2 separate regions of the Zea mays genome follow, and region 2 is linked to region 1. Evidence: chromatin contacts called from public Hi-C data. All regions are on one chromosome and are shown on one strand. Each heading gives the region's core, a stretch centred on a gene start, on an enhancer-like site or on the middle of the called end of the contact. The rest is flanking DNA. Distances are from core to core; before and after follow the strand shown.

Region 1 (6,274 bases), core at 2,053-4,552:
TGATACATTACTTGAAGTTAGGAAACATATGCAAACTTATTTGTACCAGAGCCATTACACTTACAAGGAACCATGACTTCTGAACTACGGACATACAAACCACATACGACTACTAATCCTGGTACACATCATTTAGTTCATAATTAAAAGTAAACAACATTGGTGTAGCACATAATTTGGATAAAATGCATCAACCCATGGAGCCTCGACGAGCCCAGAGGTGTTCTATGAGGTTGTGCTGTAAAGACAAGTATGTTGCCTGACAAGTGATGTCCTCGTCCGGATCGTTGGGTAACTCGGAGCGGATATGATTGTTCAACCACTCGTTGCGGCCCTCACCAGTATTGTTGCACGGTTCAGGCGGCCCAGAGGGGCCAATGAAGTCGACATTAACTGCACCATCTCCTTCGTCCTCGACAATCATGTTGTGCATAATAATGCAAGCAGTCATCATCTCTGCGAGGTGATTACGATCCCAACCATAAGCAGGTCCACGTAGAACAGCCCACCTAGCCTGCAAAACTCCAAATGCTCGCTCAATGTCTTTTCGACAACTCTCTTGCCTGGTTGTAAAGTGAACCTTTTTCTCCTCAAATGCGTGGCGAATAGCTTTTACAAAGGTAGGCCAATTTGGATATATGCCATCTGCTAAGTAGTATCCGAAATTGTAAGTAGTCCCATTAATAGTGAAGTGCACTGGTGGCATCGTCCCATTACGTAACGGATCAAACACAGGTGAGCGATGAAGCACGTTGAGATCATTGTTGGTACCAGGCATTCCAAAGAAGGCATGCCAAATCCACAAATCGTACCCAGCGACTGCCTCTAGTATCATTGTTGGCCTCGAATTTCGCCCACAAAACTGTCCGCGCCATGCAGTAGGACAGTTGCGCCATTCCCAATGCATACAATCGATAGAGCCTAGCATACCAGGAAACCCCCTGTCGGCGTTTACACGTAGTATGCGAGCAATGTCGTCGTGGTTAGGGATACGAAGGTATCGTTCGCTAAAGGAAGATATGATTGCGCGACAAAAACGGATAAGGCAGTCCCTAGCGGTAGTCTGTCCAATCTGTATGTACTCATCTACCGCATCGGTTGGTAACCCGTACGCAAGGATACGCAATGCAGCACATACTTTTTGCAATGGACCAAGCCCTGCTAAACCTGTTGCATCACAACGAATAGTAAAGTATTCGTCTTCTCGCTGAACGGCACGAAGGATACGTAGGAACAAAGGACGATGCATCCGAAACCTATAAACGAAAATAAAGCATAAAATTAACAAAAGAAACCTACAAATGAAAGTAAAATCATAACTTAGGAAATGTACCTTCGACGAAAAACATGTGATGGATACACAGGATTAGGTCCGAAGTAGTGATGTTTGATGAGATTTTCTCCAGCAGTGTGGTCCCTATGGATAACTCGGCGAGGCAATGAGGAGCGGCTACGGCGTGTGCTCGTGTCTCCTTGTACAAGGTGGTCAACATGTTGGGCAAGCAACAAGGTATCAATCTCATCGTCGGAATCGTCGGATGACGAGGACAACACAAGGCTTTTCAATGACTCCATGACGACCTAAACTACGAGTGCGTAGTACGGTCTTCTTATGGTATGGCGGATGATATAGAAGAGAGTGAGTGTTTAGATGAGTGGAGCATTTCCCCAGGGTACCATATTTATAGGTGCCTTTGGTGTGTGAAGGAAGCCAGGCGATCGTGGCTTCTAGTACAAGCCAGTCGTGTCGTGCAAGCCACTCGTGTCGTGTACTAGAAGAATGAGAATTTTGAATTTGTAAAAATACATCAATTTGTACCGTATTTGTACTAATGTAGTAATAGTAATTATGAAGTTTGCTAATTACATGTGGACCAAAATTCGCCCGTGTACTATACAAATAATAAATAAACATAAATTTAATATTTGATGGTAGTTGAGTTAGTTGATGAGGAAAGTATATAATATTGGTCTGGTGGGGTATAGAGGATTGTTATAGGGGGAACCGCTGTAGACCGTGGAAATATAGGGGGAGAGAGATTGCTGACGTGGCACGTGAGTGGGATATAGGGGGACAAATTTAGGGGAACCGCTGAAGACAGTCTTCTGTAGTGAATTCTACGCCAGATCCTGGATCCAGCTGACCGGGGGCAGAGTCCTTTGTCAGGATCAAATGTTATGTTCAGTTGCTCACTGATTGGGATGTTGTAATTATTACGTCAGATCGCCTTTCCCCCATAGATTCATGTTGATTGGCGGCTACTTTTTTCATTCCAAAGCAAAGAATCATTCATTGTTTGAAAAACTGGCAACCTTTGCCTTGATTCGCACTCAAAGCGAGAGTAAGTAGCTTTTCAGATGAGCACAACCATTTTGCAGCACCAAGAAGCACCATTTTTTCCTTAAGATTAACTTAGAATAAAGCCTGACGGGGGTAACAGCATCCATCGATCCGCAGTCCATGCTGTTTGATGCATGGGTCTGCTGAAACCGAGGATGAACACAGCACTAACAACTGACACAGAGCGACCTTGCAATCAAAAACACAGATGGGCAACAACAAACACGACACGAACGAAGATAAACCCTCTGGACTAGGGTAAACATCACGGTAGCGAACAGGATAACTTGGCCGCGCGGGCCCCACCGCTCAGTTCCTCCAGTTCCCGTCGGAGTTGCCGTAGCCGCCGCCACGGTTGCCACCGCCGTAGCCGCCGCCACCACCACCGTAGCCGCCGCCGCCACCGTAGCCGCCGCCACCGCCGTAGCCGCCACCGCCATCACGGCGCCCGCCACCGCCGTAGCCGCCGCCTCCACGGCCACCACCGTACCCACCGCCGCCGCCTCCACGGCCGCCGCGGGACTGGGCCTCGTTGACGGTGATGTTGCGGCCGTCCAGCTCCTTGCCGTTCATGCCCTCGATGGCGTTCCGCATCGCCTCCTCCGTGGAGAAGGTGACGAAGCCGAAGCCGCGGGACCTCTGCGTCTCCCGATCGAGGATGATCTGCAGGGGAGAGGGGAAGGAGGGACAGATCCGGGTGAGGGTGTGTCAGGACAGGTCAGATCTGGACGAAGCCATGGACGGATCTGGGACGGGAACGGACCTTGGACTCGAGGACCTCGCCGTAGGTGCTGAAGGCGTTGTGGAGGGAGTGGTCGTCCGTGGCCCAGGCGAGGCCGCCGACGAAGCAGCGGTACTCAACATCCGACGCCGCCATCTCGATCCGCTCACCCACGAACCCGAACCCCGGAGAACCTCACGAACCCGAACCCGAACCGGAGGGGGAGGAGAAGCCAACCCACCTCTAAGAAAGCACGGAGAGGGAATGCGTCCCCCGCAGCGTCTTTATAGCCGAGCGCGGGGCCGCCGCGGCCGTCCTGATCCCATCCGACGGCGCGGACGCCCAGTGGAATATGCGGGGCATCGGGGTCGCCACCGCGCTACGAGCACACGAGCACCTCCCGGGGACGGCTTTGTTGGGACCCGGAGCAGGACGGGAGCGTGAGGCGGGGCCCAGCGTGACTGACCTGACCTCGTTTTGGCCGCTGCACTGCCGGCCTGTGCAGGCCACCGAAAAATATCTCGCGTGGCGAAATGCCATCCTTGCCCTCGGGAGCACACGGATCGGACGGCAAGCGGTCGTCGGGTCGGGTGGTGGATATGGACACTTGCTGATGACGTGGGTCCACGATGGCAGTGGGCGAAGCCAAGTCCACGCGTCACAGTGACCGCACCTAGTGCTCAAAAACGACGGATCGGATAGGAACGAATACATGTCACAATTCACTACCTTGTAATCTGAATTCAAATATAGATTCGAATATTCTAGGATATGAATACAGAACTGATATTTAGATTTGAATCGAATATTTTTTTAACTCTGACACACATATTTTGAAATTTAAGCTGGATGAATATTTTATAGCTCGAAGAAGAGGAGGATCACATGTTGGTTCGTAGTGAACATGCTCGATTACTTCATCTTGTTAGAGACGAGGACTCTACGCGGACCACAATGGCGCTTGAACATGTCATTGTAATATGCATATCTTGCGGCAGTGAGAAATATATCATATCATAGTTATGTACTCGAGTCCATGCCATCAGATACGGTGTAATTGCTTATATTTTATAATGCTTACAGGTAAATTAGCACATTTAGGTGTGGCATAGGTACGCGACACACTCCTCATAGTGGATTTGGGTATGCTTCATATCCTTTGTGGTGGCTACCATATGCCTGCTTGACCACAATATCATCCATCACATTAATGTGATGTGCAAAAGCTTTATTCGGAACATTAGTATCACATGGTCGTCTTAAGTAGAGACAGTTGTGGCTATGGGACCATACTCCCATGGTACTTCTTGCCCGGGGGTTACAACTAGTTGTATGCCTCAATGTGGAGCATTCTTGTACTTAGTCAAGAGAGAAGCTTGGGTTCCCACATTAAGAGCCATAGATCTCAAGAGGGCTTCAGAACCTTGAAGGGCTCCAAGGTCGAGGTCCAAGAGGGGTCTGATGCAGGGGATCTAAGAGACAAAGATAACCTAGATTGTTCGGTAGAACCTCAGAGGCCCTAAAGGCCTCGAAACTCATCTTCTTCCTTAAATGACATTGGAAGCTAGACTTAGGGGGGCAGGGGCCTCATGATGAGGTCCCTCGACACCGAAGGATGTATGCATTGTGACACTTCGCGGGTGGTTTGCTTTGAAAGAAGTACATGTTAAAAATAAGGTCAATATGCACTATGTATCATTTACATTGCATGTACATAGGATAAATAAATGTATACACGAAGAGTGATACCAATAAAGATATGAATATGAACATCATATTTGAAGTTTTAACAGGTAAAAACTACAAATAATTGTGTCAAGTACCCAAGAACGGGATACCCCCACAAACCCCTCTCTGGCCCATTTACCAACTGAGTCTGTGTCGAGCAAGTCTATGATGCGGGGCGAACGACCAAGTCCCCGCCGAGCAAGTCTACTCGGCGGAGCAAATGTCCAAGTCCTCATCGAGCAAGTTTGCGAGACGGGACCAGCAACCAAGTCCCCGTCGAGCAAGTATGCGAGGAGGGGCGAACGACCAAGTCCCGGACGAGCAAGTCTGCGAGACGGGGTGACCGACCAAGTCCCTGCCGAGCAAGTCTACGAGACAGGACGAATGACCAAGTCCTTGCCGAACGGATCCGCAAGAAAGGAACCTAGGACGACGCTGTCGGCCCACGACGGTCGTGAAAAGACGCAACATCACCAAACCACGTTTGGACCGTACATACAGTAGCAAAAGGTTTTTGGCAGACACGATGGAACACCCCCGCGTGCGTCGACGGACATACCCTCACTGACTCGTGGGGTCAGTCAATTCCAGTCGTGGAGACCTCATCACCGGAGTCTCTACAGTGGCCCATACACTGGAAAGGACGAGACAATACCCTATACTAGGCGTATACCTACGCATGCTTGATAGTGGCGTGTGGGGTATGACGAAAGATGAAGCAGTACCGAACACAACCCTCAACCTCGCTGTAAGCCCACTTCGCGGGACCCGCCAGGTACCACAACGTTGGCACCGAGCAAGCTATAGGGACTCGTATACCAAATGGACAAGATGGAACGCCATACTAGGGGCACGACATTGCACGACCCTACGAACGACGTTAGGAGGACTCACCATCCGCAGGCAGCAAGCCGAGCCTACTCCCAGTAGAATACAAGTTCCCACTGTAAAACCCACCCTTGAGCTATAAAAAGGGGTAAGGCAACTTTCTTTCGACACACAAGCACACCTGCTCTAACACGCCTCAAAAGAAATACTACGATCAACACTACATTGGACTAGGGCGAAAGCCTGAACCAGTATAATTCCAGTGTCTCAGTTACTTGTTTGGATCCTCATGATCCACCATTCGGTGTTAGTCCGCGCTTGCCTCCCCGTCAAACATAAATCTATTGTCTCCCAGTTTCCAAAACCACGGCAAATTGACAAACACAAATCTATCGTGATCCAAATATTTCTTTACAATTTGTTAGAACGCTAAATTAATTTTAGTTTAAAAAATAAATAGAAATAGTGTTTGATCCTTATTCGATCCGATCCCTAAATTATATAGTGTAAAGTTTAGACTATGTTATCACTCCTAGTGACGGGAGAGTGACTGTGACTTCATCCTTCGTCGCATTTGAATGATGAATTTGTGTTGGGGTAAGAAGAATTGACCAGGTCATCGTGATGGTTATGGCAACAGCTACCAGCCAATGAAG
Region 2 (6,274 bases), core at 1,475-3,974, 870 kb after region 1:
AACATTCTTCCCCGCCTCCGCGCACCTAATACTCCTGGAGTCCAGGCCATGGAACATGTGATCCACACTTCCATCTTGCGCTTCACGCACAGCAGGAAGAAGAGCTCACCATCCTCTCAGGTGGTCTCTGGTTGAGAACCATCCCGCCTTGTGGGTTCTGAACCTGCTGCCCTTGAAGCAGTTTCTTCGCTGAAATAAGGATGTAGTAGTGACAGTGGGTAAATGATTGAGCAGCAGCACACTATCAGTGTGTTTAAATGCTAGTTACTCACCAATCTCATAGAACACGTCGTTCACATTGGTAGCTGTTTTGGCAGAAGTTTCCATGAAGAAGAGACCATTCTCTTGAGCATACGCCTTTGCTTCCTGCAGCATAGGATCATGTTACCTAATGTATTTTGTTTTGGTTCAGTAGACACCATCACAATCATACAAGAGGAAGATAAAAAAACATTGCTTCTATTATGCACCAACATTTTCATGCTCCCAGGTCCCAGCTTACACGAGACATCAAACTGGAAGTAATCCAGCCTGTCACTAATTACATGTACCTTCCATGGTTAATACCGATCGTTACATTCCAGAAGATAGCCAAAACTTCCTATTCTATCGAGGCTGCATCAGAAAATCAGTACATACTCAACATCCTGTGTTCCCTACCACTCTGAAACATATTGTTGGCCGATAAAGATGCAGCGAATGAATGCAAAAGCTTCTAGGATGAGAAACCACTAAAGAATGAAGATGGCAGCAGCTACATAAACAAATGTGGTAGCTCATGAATGTGTTAAAAATAGAACTTGAGAAGCACATTAACATACATCTGCTGACACCTGCCTCGTATCTAACAAATCAGCCTTGTTCCCGGCAAGAGCCACTATTGTATTCGAGTTTCCTGCATTAAAAAGGAAAGGGAAATTAAAACAAAAACTTGTAGATCAGCAGCGCACTCAATGACATAATACATCCACAGATAACCCCTTCCAAAAAAAAATCACATCGTACTCGCTGAATCAACTTCTTACACAGCTCTTTGATAGGACTGAGGTAAAAAGTGCATGTGTTCATGGGTCTAAGATCCAAAATATCAATATCTTTACTTTTGAAGCAAACTTCCACCATACAAGAGCATGTTCTAATATGTAGAGCACTGAGGTAAAAAATGCAAAGTAGAACTATGTTACCTTGTGCTTGAAGTTCTTGAACCCATTTCTTCGCACGCGTAAAAGAGGCCTATAATGCATAAAATTAATAATGAGTACTGCTATTCATATGTGCACACCACAATATTAGTAATTTAGTATGCCTCAAGATTAAAAGCAGAAAAAAAGATTAGATTAAATTTTTTCATGGAGAAAATCAGAATAAATTTAAGGTTGCTTGATACATAAGACAAGTCAAGGTTAATGGCTTGGTAGCATCGAAAGTTATGGAATTTTGTTCTGATTTAGGTTGCTCTTGAAATGCAGACAGAAAAAGGTGCAAACATCCAGTTGCTCTAGGTTTACAACATCATACTGATTCATTTATGCCGACTTATTCAGTACAAAACGCACCCTCGAAGGGTACAATACATGAAGTTGGGAAACCTATAACATTGCATCTTTGCACAGCTCAGAGCAGAGTCAATTAACAGTTTGATCGCTATACGCTGTAAAATCAAAGTTGGATGCGAAGCTAAGCAATCGTGGCACACAAAGAAGGATGCAGAACACTGCTTCCAGTTATTATTTCATTTCAGTAGTATTGACGCATTTCAGTTCTGGACTCAACAATGAGGCAGAGAACTACAATGTGTGTATTAACCGGTACTGATTCAAGTCGTTGTACTGACCGCGTTCGTGATGTCGTAGACAACTATGGCAGCCGCAGCGCCCCGGTAATACATGGGAGCCAAGCTGTGGTACCGCTCCTGCCCCGCCGTGTCCCATATCTCGAACTTGACCGTCTCGTCGTTCACCGCCAGGGTCTGCGAGAAGAAAGCCGCGCCGATGGTGGATTCCTGCGGCCAAACGAAACAGCACGTTCAAGCACCCACTCTGTATCACGATCCTGCTGAACCCAGAGGCAATCCGCGTTTGAAGGGTCGAAGAATCTCACCTGGAACTCGACGAACTGGCCTTTCACAAACCGGAGGACCAGGCTGGACTTGCCGGCGCCCACGTCCCCAAGAAGAACCTGGGCGGGGTACAATAGAACCGAGCAGAGGAAGCAAGCGCGTGTCAGCGTCCGCAGGGTCGCCGTACAAAGAAACAAACCCTAAAGTTCCTAGCTAAGAGGGGAAAAGGAAAGAAAGAAAAGATGCGATCTTTACACGATCGCTGCGAAGTCCATCCCCCGCCCCCTCTCTCAAGAAACCCCGAGAGGGAACTCGCAGGTCGCCGTTCCGTCAGGGGAACAGAGCGGAGGGGCGAGCCACGGACTCCTCCGGCTGGTAGTTGACTGGAATCCAGACACGAAACCGGGAGGAGCGGGGCGTGAACGGATCGAATTCGAGGGCTCGGGGGGGCGTGGATGATTCCTCACCAGCTTGGCGTTGCGGATCTTGTTGCCGCCCGCGGTTGCCGCCATCGAGCGAATCACGGTTCGGGATCGGAGCAGCTGCCGGAGGAGTTAGGGGGAGAGGGGCTCCGGTGAGGTGGGGTGGGGTGGGATGGGATCGGACGAAGATGAAATCACGCGCGCGCAAGGGAGAGAGGCAGCTTGCTGTTGCCGTTCCGCGTGGTCTGGTTTTTGTTAGCGTGCCGTGTTGCCTCCTCCTCTCTGATTATCATCCGCTAATATACCATGGACCCCACATGTCATTGACTCATGTGGACCCACATGTAAGTGAGATAGTAATGGTATGGATCCAAAGTGGTGATCTTTTAATGGTATGGATCCAAATTTCCTGTAATTAAAAGGTCCCCCTCTCTGTAACTGTAATATGCCATTGCCATCTACCAACTGACCAGGACCAACCAGGCTGCGCCTGCGCCGACATGGTCGTCGCGAACAGAAAGACGACGTACGTGGAACGCAAAGACTGAGAAATGGAATGTGAATGTTCAACTTTTGCACACGAACCTACTACAGCTGGCTCTTTCTAGAATGATTTCTGCTTTGTCACGTGTTCTGTACCCAAATTTTTCCTACTAATACCACTTGTGGGTCCTTACCCTGAGAGGGATTACGATTTTTATCGCTGTTTGAACACTGATCGTGGTTTTTTTATAATTATTTTAAACAAGTAACTACATCCGAAAATGTAACATAACACTGATAATTCACTTTAAAAATACAATGATACTTCACTATACTCAATTTTATAAGTTATCATTTTAATTAAGCATACATATTTTAATCGAAACATTATATCATATCAATATTGGTAATTTGAATTATAAGCGCTTGATATATAAATGTCACATCCGACTCCTATAGCCAATTATTAGTAAAAAAATAACTAAATAAAAATAAACTAGACGAAGATAACTTTTCTCCACATGCACGGTTGAATGAGAGACGACACATATAGTCGTCCTTTGGTGATGTATGTTCGTGATCTGACCAATGATTATAGCAAAAGCGAGGACATCTACGGTTAGTACTTAGCAATCATGTAGAAAAAAATATAATGTTTATCAAGGAAAAAGTCTAGGGCTAAGCATTAGCTTGTAATTAAGTTGGTCAAACTTTATTAAGTTTAAGTAAATACAAATCCAATTAGGTAAATGATTATAACCAAACTTGTTGGGTACCTGTTTCCCAAAGAAGGCATGAAGGCCTTAAAAAACGGCTCACAAACCGAGCGATCCACCTGCCAAGTACCTCTACGTAAAGGTCTAAAAGGCCTCCCGGGTGAAAGTCACCTAGAGGGGGTGGATAGGCGAAACCTGCAAATTATAATTCTAAATCCAAACTAGATCCCTTGATTAGTGGTTAGAACAAGATTCACAATTATCAGAGTATAAAAGCTAAGTCCTTTGCTTGCAATGAGAATTGTTTTTAAAGAGTGCGGAATTTAATCAATAGCAATACTACTAGAAATGTTGGTGGAGAATAGTGCAAGAGGGCTTAGATAAGAAGAGGATAAACACAAGTTCTTTCTTACAAGGAGTTGCTTCTCTAAATGAGAATTTAACTTGAAGCAACACAAAATAATATTAGCAAAGAGTAGTGCAATTCTTTCTTACAAGGAGTTGCTTCTCTAAATGAGAATTTAACTTGAAGCAACACAAAATAATATTAGCGAAGAGTAGCGCAAGAGAACTTAAAAAAGGGAGAGAACGAACAAATCACAAGCAATAAACACAAGAGACACGAGTGATTTATTTTACCGATGTTCGGCCCTCGAAGGCCTAGTCCCCGTTGAGGAGTCCACTAAGGACGGGTCTCTTTCAATCCTTTCCCTCTCTCCACCGATCACTAAGACCGACGAGCTCTTCTTCTTCTTCTCAAGGATCACTTAAGACCTCGCAAGGATCACCACACTCTTAGGTGTCTCTTGCTAGCTTTACAAGCCTCTAAAACTTTGGAGGAAGTTCAATGGGAGTCAAAACTCCACGCACAAATGAACACAAGATGTAGCACACACTTTCTCTCAATGAATCTCACAAGGCACTATTGCTAAACTCACACGAGAAGCTTTCTTTTGCTTGCTCTCTCTTTTGTGGCACTTGTGTAGGTTGAAGTGGTCTAAATCTTGTGTATAGGATGGATCAATGAATAGAGGTGGTTGGGAGGGCTTGGATATGTCAACTATATGACTTGGAATGTTGCTTGGACTCCCACACCTTGAAGTGACCGGTTGGGGTGGTATTTATAGCCATCAACCAAATTGTAGCCGTTGGAGAAGGCTGCTGGCGAAGGGCGCACCGGACAGTCCGGTGCGCCGCCACGTCAACCTGTCGTTAGGGCTTGGAGCTGGTCGATCATTGGAGGCTTTGTCCTTATGCGGCACCGGACAATCCGGTGCCACACCAGACAGTCTGGTGCCCCTCTGACCTTCTGCTCTAACTTCTGCCGCGTTACTGTGCTGCACTGTTCATCCGTCAGAGTCGACCGTTGCGAGCAGATAGCCGTTGCTCCGCTGGTGCACCGGACAGTCCGGTGGTACACTGGACAGTCCGGTGAATTATAGCGGAGCTGCGCCTGGGAAACCCGAAGCTGAGGAGTTTGGAGTGTACGACCCCTGGTGCACCGGACACTTTCTGGTGGCACACCGGACAGTCCGGTGCGCCAGACCAGGGAACACTTCGGTTTCCTTTTTGCTCCTTTCTTTTGAACCCTAACTTGTTCTTTTTATTGGTTTGTGTTGAACCTTTGGCACCTGTAGAATGTATAATCTAGAGCAAACTAGTTAGTCCAAATATTTGTGTTGGGCAATTCAACCACCAAAATTATTTGAAAAAGGTTTGACCCTATTTCTTTTTCAATCTCCCCCTTTTTGGTGATTGATGCCAACATATCAAAGCAAATATATAAGTGCAGAATTGAACTAGTTTGCATAAGGCAAGTGCAAAGGTTGCTTGGAATTAAACCAGTTTAAACTTTTATAAGATATGCATGGATTACTTTCTTTCTTTTAATATTTTGGACCACGATTGCACCACTAGTTTTGTTTTTGCAAATTCTTTTGTAAATTCTTTTCAAAGTATTTTTGCAAATAGTCAAAGGTATATGAATAAGATTTTGAGAATCATTTTCAAGATTTAAAATTTTCTCCCCCTGTTTTAAATGCTTTTCTTTTGACTAAACCAAAACTCCCCTTTAATGAAATTCTCCTCTTAGTGTTCAAGAGGGTTTTATCAATTGAAAGAAGATCAAATATTTTAGATATCAAATTTTTGAAAAACTTCTCCTTAAAATATAAATACCAATTGAGATAGAATTTCTTAGAGGAATACTAATTTCAAAGATACCAATTGAAAAACATTTAACAATTTAAACTTGTTTTGAATTTTTTTGAAATTGGCATGGTGGTGCAGTCCTTTTGCTTTGGGCTAATACTCTCTCCCCCTTTGGCATTAATCGCCAAAAATGGAGTTTTTAGAGCCCTTTTTACTTTCTCCCCCATTGGTTCAAGTAAATATGAGTGAAAGAATATACCAATTTTGAGAGATGGCGGAATACCGGCAAAGGATAGATAATACCGATGGTGTAAAGTGGAAGCGATGTCCTTGCAGAATACTCCATTTCCCTTTCAATCTAAGACTTAATATAAGATACTCATGGAAACATATTAGTCTTAACCTTGGCACAAGAGAGATAGGAATTATGCAAATGTATCAAA

The links. Hi-C and Micro-C count contacts between places; a contact is called where the count stands out from the background.
Region 2: a Hi-C map of tassel shows a contact between it and region 1, with 3 times the contacts expected there. The contact joins the promoter of LOC100191530 here to the promoter of LOC542725 in region 1. A contact is called at or near these places in 7 of 25 Hi-C or Micro-C datasets (bundle sheath, ear, endosperm and 3 more) and 1 of 3 datasets of contacts at active chromatin or transcription factors (leaf).

What each region holds. Positions count from the first base shown.
Region 1 is chr1:182,554,084-182,560,357 of Zm-B73-REFERENCE-NAM-5.0, forward strand. It overlaps LOC542725, which reads right to left and starts at 3,303. Exons shown (of 2, transcript NM_001112237.2): 1 at 3,105-3,303; 2 at 2,372-3,004. The coding sequence starts at 3,218. The coding sequence ends at 2,651. LOC103640730 reads right to left here and starts at 1,655. Exons shown (of 2, transcript XM_008664224.4): 1 at 1,334-1,655; 2 at 18-1,256. The coding sequence starts at 1,575. The coding sequence ends at 191.
Region 2 is chr1:183,424,089-183,430,362 of Zm-B73-REFERENCE-NAM-5.0, forward strand. It overlaps LOC100191530, which reads right to left and starts at 2,725. Exons shown (of 7, transcript NM_001136961.2): 1 at 2,527-2,725; 2 at 2,101-2,178; 3 at 1,835-2,002; 4 at 1,185-1,233; 5 at 822-895; 6 at 273-366; 7 at 1-189. The coding sequence starts at 2,571. The coding sequence ends at 83.